Regions from separate parts of the Callithrix jacchus genome. Here region 1 is linked to region 2. Evidence: chromatin contacts called from public Hi-C data. All regions are on one chromosome and are shown on one strand. The core of a region is the stretch at or near the end of the contact, and the rest is flanking DNA. Distances in the headings are between cores, read along the strand shown. Region 1 overlaps LOC118144963. Region 2 has its middle 190 kb from the start of FUT8.

Region 1 (3,796 bases), core at 696-3,195, 140 kb after region 2:
ATTTTAAACTGAAGGACTTTGAGACATGGCCGGTAGAGAAAGGACTTTCTTTTCTTTTTGAGATGGAGTCTTGTTCTGTCCCCCAGGCTAGAGTGCAGTGGCGTGATCTCGGCTTACTGCAACCTCTGCCTTTGGTTTCAAGTGATTCTCCTGTCTCAGCCTCCCGAGTAGCTGGGATTGCAGGCACACAGCATCATGCTTGACTAATTTTTGTATTTTTAGTAGAGACAGGGTTTCACCATGTTGATTAGGCTGATCTTGAACTCCTGACCTCAAGTGATCCGTCTGCCTCAGCCTCCCAAAGTGTGGAGATTACAAGTGTGAGACACTGTGCCCCGCCAGGAAGGACTTTCTGACTCTCCCCTGAAGGAGGCCATAAAACCCTCATGTGAGAGATGCCCTCTCTATACTGGCAAGAAATGAGCATCCTAACTGCTAAAGACAAAGGGACACAGAGAAGAATCTGAACTCTCAGGCCTTGCTGTTTTCCTCAGTTTACCATGCTTACCTCACGTCCTTTGGTCCTATCTAATTTCTCCACCACTCCCTACCCTTCATCAAACCTAGCATAAAACTACTCAGGTTTTACTACTTCTTTGAGTCTCCATTTTTTTCTTCACCGCCCCGCCCCCAACCCCCGCCCCAGAGGAAGCCTTGCTCTGTTGTCCAGGCTGGAGTGCAGTGGTGTGATCTTGGCTCACTGCAACCTCCGTCTCCTGGGTTTAAGTAATTCTGCCTCAGCCTCCCGAGTAGCTGCGATTACAGGCACTCACCACCACACTCAACTAATTTTTGTATTCTTAGTAGAGACAGGATTTCATCCTGTTGGCCAGGCTGGTCTAGAACTCCTGACCTCAGGTGATCTGCCTGCCTCAGCCTCCCAAAGTGCTAGAATTACAGATGCGAGCCACTGCACCCAGCCTGAGTCTCCATTTCTTTGTGAAGGCTGCTGTGCTTTGTTTAAAACTTAAACTTATTAAATAAATTTGTATGCTTTTCTCTTGTAAACCTGTCTTTTGTTACAGGGGCCTGAGCCAAAAACTCAGAAGGGTAGAGAAAAGCTGTTTTCTCTCCCCTACAGTTGGATCATTTTACATGTGTTCCTGAGTGATTCTGTTGCAGGGGGTCCACATTTTTAGAAACTTGGTGGAGAGCACTGGTTCTCCTACTATTGTAAACAAGTTGACTCTGGACAGAACACAATTGACTTTGCTTCAGTCTCCACTTTCACAAATGGCTATAAAAGCAGTTACCACCTTCCCTACCTCACAGGTTTAAAATAAGAATACAATGAGATAACAGATCCAAAGCCTTTTTTTTTTTTTAATTATTTTGAGAATCTTGCTTTGTTGCCCAGGCTGGAATGCAGTGGTGATATCTTGGCTTACCGCAACCTCTACCTTCTGGGTACAGGCAATTCTCCGATCTCCTACTCCCAAGAAGGTAAGATTATAGGCGCCTGCCACCACGCCTGGCTAATTTTCTATTTTTAGTAGAGATGGTGTTTCACCATGTTGGCCAGGCTGGTCTCAAACTCCTGACCTCAGGTAATCTGCCCACCTTGGCCACAAAAGTGCTGGGATTACAGGTGTGAGCCATCGTGCCTGGCCTCATTTTGCAAAGTAAAGGGCTCATGGTGCAGGGCACCCTTATCCTTCTCAGCATTCTTTTGCATCAATGGAGCAGACCCCCGCCAACAACCTATCTTGCCCTGACCCCCATAGACACTTCCAGGTATTCACTTGAAGGGATGAAAGCCTCGAGGACCTGCCTTTTGTCCACCTGGTCCACATAGGCTCACACAGGTTTATGCCTTTCCAAAAAGAGTATGACAGAACCACACACATTTCTGTGTGAAATCTTACCAACACAGAATCTGGGATGACTCTCCTAATAGGCCTAAGTCTTCCTTGAAATCTAGGCACATCTGCATCTTTAATGATCCCATTAACTTCATTTTCCATAGTGTCACATCTTTCCTGGGCCACACTTGATTGCACATGTGTCTTCTCTGTGAGCCAGGGCTTACACCTGAGGGCTTGTAGTCCACATCCATCGCCTCATGCTTTGGCTGTGTTCCCAGGTACAGTGTGTACCTCTTGAAGTTTAGAGTGATCAACTTCACATTAATCTTTTCTCCCTCACTCTATTCTAATCCCCTTTTGGCAAGAACCTGTTCCAAGGTATTCTCCCCATTTTGGCCACAGTCAGCTTGAAACAAAATAATCGGAGTATCACTTCCAGTTAAAGCACACTGCTGTTTTAGATATATTGGGCAGCCTACTGCAGGGCCCTCAGCTGCTTTGTGACTTCATTAAATATTCTGCAATGTCTGATGAGTATCTGAATATTCGCAATTACCCTGCCCTCCTAAAGAGCAAAGAGGGGCATGATTTCCCTCCTAAGACCTAATAAATTCTTCTTCTTCTTCTCTCTCTCTCATTCATTTGACAAGTAATTATTGAGCATCTAGTATTGTTAGAGGCATGTGAACCAGAGCAACTCCATCTTGAATAGGGGCTGGGTAAAATGAGGCTGAGACCTACTGTGCTGCATTCCCAGACAGTTAAGGCACTCTGAGTCGTGGGATGAGATCAGAGGTCAGCACAAGATACAGGTCATAAAGAGCTTGCTGATAAAATGGGTTGCAGTAAGAAAGCTGGCTAAAACCCAGCAAAACCAAGATGGTGATGAGAGTGACCTCTGGTCATCCTCATTGCTGTACTTCCACCAGCACCATGACAGTTTACAAATGCCACAGCAGCATCAGGAAGTTACTCTATATGGTCTAAAAAGAAGAGGTATGAATTATCCACCCCTTGTTTAGCATGCAGTCAATAAACAACCATATAAATGGGCAACCAGCAGCCCTTGGGAATGCTCTGTTTATGAAGTAGCCGCTGTTTTATTCTTTTACTTTCTTTTTTTTTCTTTTGAGACAGAGTCTCACTCTGTCACCCATGCTGGAGTGCAGTGGTGTGATCTCAGCTCACTGCAACCTCTGTCTCCTGGGTTCAAGCAACTCTCCCACCTCAGCCTGTAGCTGGGACTCTATGTGCATGCCACCACGCCCAGCTAATTTTCGTATTTTTTAAAAAATAAACTTGCTTTCACTTTATGGATTCACCCTGAATTCTTTCTTGCTCAAGATCCAAGAACCCTCTCTTGGGGTCTGGATCTGAACCCCTTTCCTGTTACAGTACTTGTCAAGCACTGGAGAGACAGCACAAAACAGACAAAGTTTCTACCCTTATGGAGTTTATGTTCTAATAGAGAAGATAGTAAGTGAATGAGAAAACTTAAGGTAACAGTAAATATTGTGAAGCAAATGAGACACTGCAATGTTGTGCAGAGTGAACAGGGCAGGGAAGTTGCTACTATAGACTAGGTAGTCAGGGAAATGCATCTCTGAGGAAGTGAAATTTGAGCCGAGACCTAAATGGACCAGCCTTGGAAAGACTGGGCATTGGAAAACTATTACACTAGTTTTTCCCCTGTTGGCTTCTGTGGGGTTTGTTTGCTTATTTGTCGGCAGAGAAAAGAAATCCTCAGTCTTATGCTTTGTTACTGCTAGGATATGTACCCAGCAGCCCACCAGAATGAGTATTCAGCCTACACCCTACCACAGCTCTATGCATTTCAAAGCATCATATTGGTTTGTAGTGGCAAGATGATCCAACAGATTCCTCAGAATAGACTCCTAAAAGGCCTACCTCATCCAGTTAAATTAAGCAGCTTACTATAGTGTTGTATCTTAGAGCCCGAGGAAATGACTCCAGCCCCTCAAAATATACTA
Region 2 (3,829 bases), core at 1,020-3,519:
GCTCCTTGGCAATTCAGGAGTGACAGATCTTTTGTTCAACTTTTCCTAGGCTTAGGCAACAGCCTCTGAGAGCCAACTAGATTTCCTCCAACATGGAGACTCAACCTAGCCAACATTCTATCACAGGAATTGGTACCTGGGCTTTGGGGTCCACCGGCGCTTAAAACTGAGTAACTGTGTGCAAGCGTTGTGTAGATGGGCGATGTGCCAATAGACATTTACAGTTCCTAGAGAGAAAGTCCTTTGTGCCATCTCTTTCTCCAAGGGCTTCGTGATTAAAAAAACAGGCTGGGCAGAGTGGTTCATGCCTGTAATCCCAGCACTTTGGGAGGCTGTGGTGGGAGGATCACTTAAGCTCGGGAGATTGAGACCAGCCTGGGCAACACGCAAAACCCTATCTCTGCAAAAAATACAAAAATTAGCTGAGCGTGGTAGCACATGCCTGTAGTCTCAGTTACTTGGGAGGCTGAGGTGAAAGGATTGCTTGAGCCCAGGAGGTCAAGTCTGTAGTGAGGAGGTTCACATCACTGCACTCCAGCCTGGGTGACAAAGTGAGACCCTATCTCAAAATAAATAAATACAGAAGTAAATAAATAAATTATTATTAATAAAAAGCAACCACTCCAGTCTTTCCTTGCTTAGAGGCCCCACTGATTCTTTACCCCAACAAGTCCTCTGGGATACTGTAATTCTCCATTTTTTTCATTGAGAGGTATTCACTTGGGATGGAAAACCCTATCTGTTATTTGAACAGAGAAGGTAATATAAGAATTATTGGGGCCGAGCACAGTGATTCACACCTCTAATCCCAGCACTTTGGGAGACTGATGAAAGAGGGTTGCTTGAGTCCTGGAGTTTGAGACGAGCCTGGGAAACATTGTGAGATTTCATCTCTACAAATAATAAAACATTAGTAGCGTATGGTAGTGTGTGCCTGTAGTCCCAGCTACTCTGGAGGCTGAGGCAGGAGAATTGCTTGAGCCCCAGAAGTTGATGCTGCAGTGAGCTGTGATCATGCCTCAGCAGCCAGGTTGAGTAAAAGAGTGAGACCCTGTCTCAAAAAAAATAAAAATAAAAAAGATTAAATATGAAGTTGCTAACTAGGTAGCTGAAAGAAGACACTAAGGTATCACAGTAAAAGCAACCGCAGATTGGTGGGGCGTGGTGGCTCAGGCCTGTAATCTTAGCATTTCGGGAGGCTGAGGTAGGCGGATCACCTCAGGTCAGGAGTTCAAGTCCAGCCTAGTCAACATGGTAAAACCCCCTCTCTACTAACAAAAAGTAGCTAGGTGTGGTGGCATCTGCCTGTAGTCCCAGCTACTTTGGAGGCTGAGGGAGGAGAATTGCTTGAACCTGGGAGGAGGCAGAGGTTGCAGTGAGCCAAGAATTTGTTATGGTGCTCCGTGCACTCCAGCATGGGTGACAGAGCAAGACTCCATCGCTAGTGTGGGGTGGGGGTGGAGAAGCAACTGTAGGAAGCAGCTCCCGCCCCTAGTGCTGAGAACAGGAAGGAGTAGGGATGATTAAAACTTGCAAACTTGAGACTCAGACTCTGAGGAGGGGGCACTGCTTGGCTGGACTGACATTTCTGAGCTGGAGAGGGTCCCTGAGAATCCATCTCTCCTGAGAGAATGAGAGCATGAGGCTGGTTCTATAAGTGTTGGAAAACCTGCAAACTACATTTGACTGCTGCTCTAAGAAGGAATGGCCACTGCCGGGGTGAAGAAGTGAAACTAGAGTGGCACTGACAGGAGCAGAAAATCTGCAGGAAGCAGACAGGAAGGAAGGAGTTTTTTTCTCCCTCACCATGCTGTTCCCTCTGTGGCCTTCCACAGGAAAGGCCTAACATGGAGCCAGCTGGCAAAGCAGAACTGTGGTTGGCAGAATCCCAGCCCAGCATCACAAAGCAAGCACAGAAGGGCAGGTTTGCAGCCGAGAGGCAATAAGTGAAGAACGTCTCCCAAAACACTTTGTTTGCTGTAATATACACAGCCATTATCCAAATCATTCATCCAGAGAGATTCAAACTCTTAATAGATTCATCATCAGGCAGTCTCTAGGGGCATAGCTTGTGGATTTTTAGACTGAGTATGGGATTCCCAATGGGCAAGCAGTAGCAGCCATAGCCATCTGCCGCCATGGTCTTACAGCAGTGAGCCCAGAGGTATTGTCAATCACAGGTCAGGATGGGCTTCTAAATTGGGTGGGGAGCAATGAAGACCTCTTGGCTATAGCCTCACTGTGGCTATGGAAATTGGCCTGTCTCTATGGTTGGTCTCACTTCTCCAGTGAAGCCTTCTCAGGTTCCGATCCAGAGACCACTCAAAACCACAGCCCACTTTTCTCTGAGGACTTCTCAGTCTCCCAGGGCTGGAAATGTGGATAGCCGTTATGCTAACCAAACACGACTCACGGAGTATACTCACAAGCAAATTTATTTGATTTTCCACTGTTCTCTTTCATCTGCCCAGGGAAGCCAGCTCTTCTTCTGCCCCAGATGAAATTTAGGGCATCTATGGCTTTCTGGTCACACTTAGTAATGGCAGCAATCTTCCAGCCCTTTAAAACACACTATGCATTTAGTAATTAAATTATTCAGTCCCATTTATTAATTTATTAAATTATTCAGTCCCATTTATTAATTTATTATTCAGTCCCATTACTAAACACACACATTTAGTAATTAAATTATTCAGTCCCATAACTTCTCGCTTTGAAGTTGAAGCTTCTCTCCGATCCCAGCTCAGGTTTCTTGAAAGGTGATGAGAAAGGAGGCTAGGGAGAGGGTATGTGATCAGCTGCTAGTATTTCTCTTCCTCCTTCCCCAGATTACTAGCCATGAGTCCTGCCTCTTTCAGAGCCAGAGTCCTGCAAATGAAAAGAGGCTAGGGGAGCAGGAAAGTTCTTGCTTGACTGGCCTTGGCTTGGGAATTTAGCATCTGCCTGCTCTGGACTTGACAAATGTTGACAGCTGACTCTCACCAGCTCTTTGCAGTGACCTTCTCACCACTGAGGAGCTCTTCCCTGCAGTTTGCTTGGCAGGACAAAGGCTCTCTGTGCTTGCTACTCACTTACTCCTTCCTCAGCCCTCCAAACCTGGTGATACCTTGAGCTTCTCTTTAAGAGGCCGGTTTGCCCCTCCACACAGCACTCTTGAACATATCTAAGATAACCAACCCCTCACTGCCTGGCCTTTCTTGGATGTGGCCTACATTGGAGACGCACACACACACACACACACGTCTACCATGACCAATTTGGGGAGCACAAGCTGTCCTAGCCTTCTCCCTTGCTACCATCTTACTCTACAGTCAAAGCTAGAGTCAGCCTATTGCTGTCCTTTGGATTTTCCAGGTGGGAATTGGACATCTATGCACTGAGTTTCCTAAGCTACAAGAAACGTGTATTAAGCCCGCTCAGTGGACAAGTTGAAGCCCCATTCCCTGAGCTTGTGATGAGGTCCCTCTACTCCCTCTCCTCCCTCATGGGACTCACAACCTGCCAAAAACCAGAAACCCTCTTTTCTCATCTGCCAGAGACTGGCTATTCCGTCACCATGAAAGTAGAGTGCAAGAGTCACAAAACTAGTTGGTTTTCTCTTGCTGGCTTTCTCCCCAGTCCTGCATGTGGTCTGGCACCTCACTTAAAATGCCATCTTGTTGTCTTCAGGCCTTAGCAGAACTTCTTTGTTAATATCTTGTTACATCTGTACATTGAGGAAAAAAACGAGTAGAGTAACTGAATTGCTTTATTATTCTAAAAGCAAAAATATGCTCAAAGCTGCATATCCTCAAAGCTTCCAAACATGAGTAAAATGGCCAGAAAAGGA

The links. A called contact is a pair of places that touch in the nucleus more often than the background predicts.
Region 1: a Hi-C map of skeletal muscle shows a contact between it and region 2, with 4 times the contacts expected there. The contact joins two enhancer-like sites. A contact is called at or near these places in 2 of 3 Hi-C or Micro-C datasets (induced pluripotent stem cells and skeletal muscle).

The regions. Positions count from the first base shown.
Region 1 is chr8:100,268,591-100,272,386 of calJac240_pri, forward strand. All of the region lies in intron 4 of LOC118144963, which reads right to left. Among named protein-coding and RNA genes, the nearest start is that of FUT8, 44 kb to the right of the region's middle. Within about 2 kb of position 1,946, at least 1 of the 16 cell types and tissues checked has an H3K27ac peak or open chromatin away from gene starts, as enhancers often do. A contact at or near this core is called in skeletal muscle, where this site is marked.
Region 2 is chr8:100,123,947-100,127,775 of calJac240_pri, forward strand. It overlaps the pseudogene LOC100394277. Among named protein-coding and RNA genes, the nearest start is that of FUT8, 190 kb to the right of the region's middle. Within about 2 kb of position 2,270, at least 5 of the 16 cell types and tissues checked have an H3K27ac peak or open chromatin away from gene starts, as enhancers often do. A contact at or near this core is called in skeletal muscle, where this site is marked.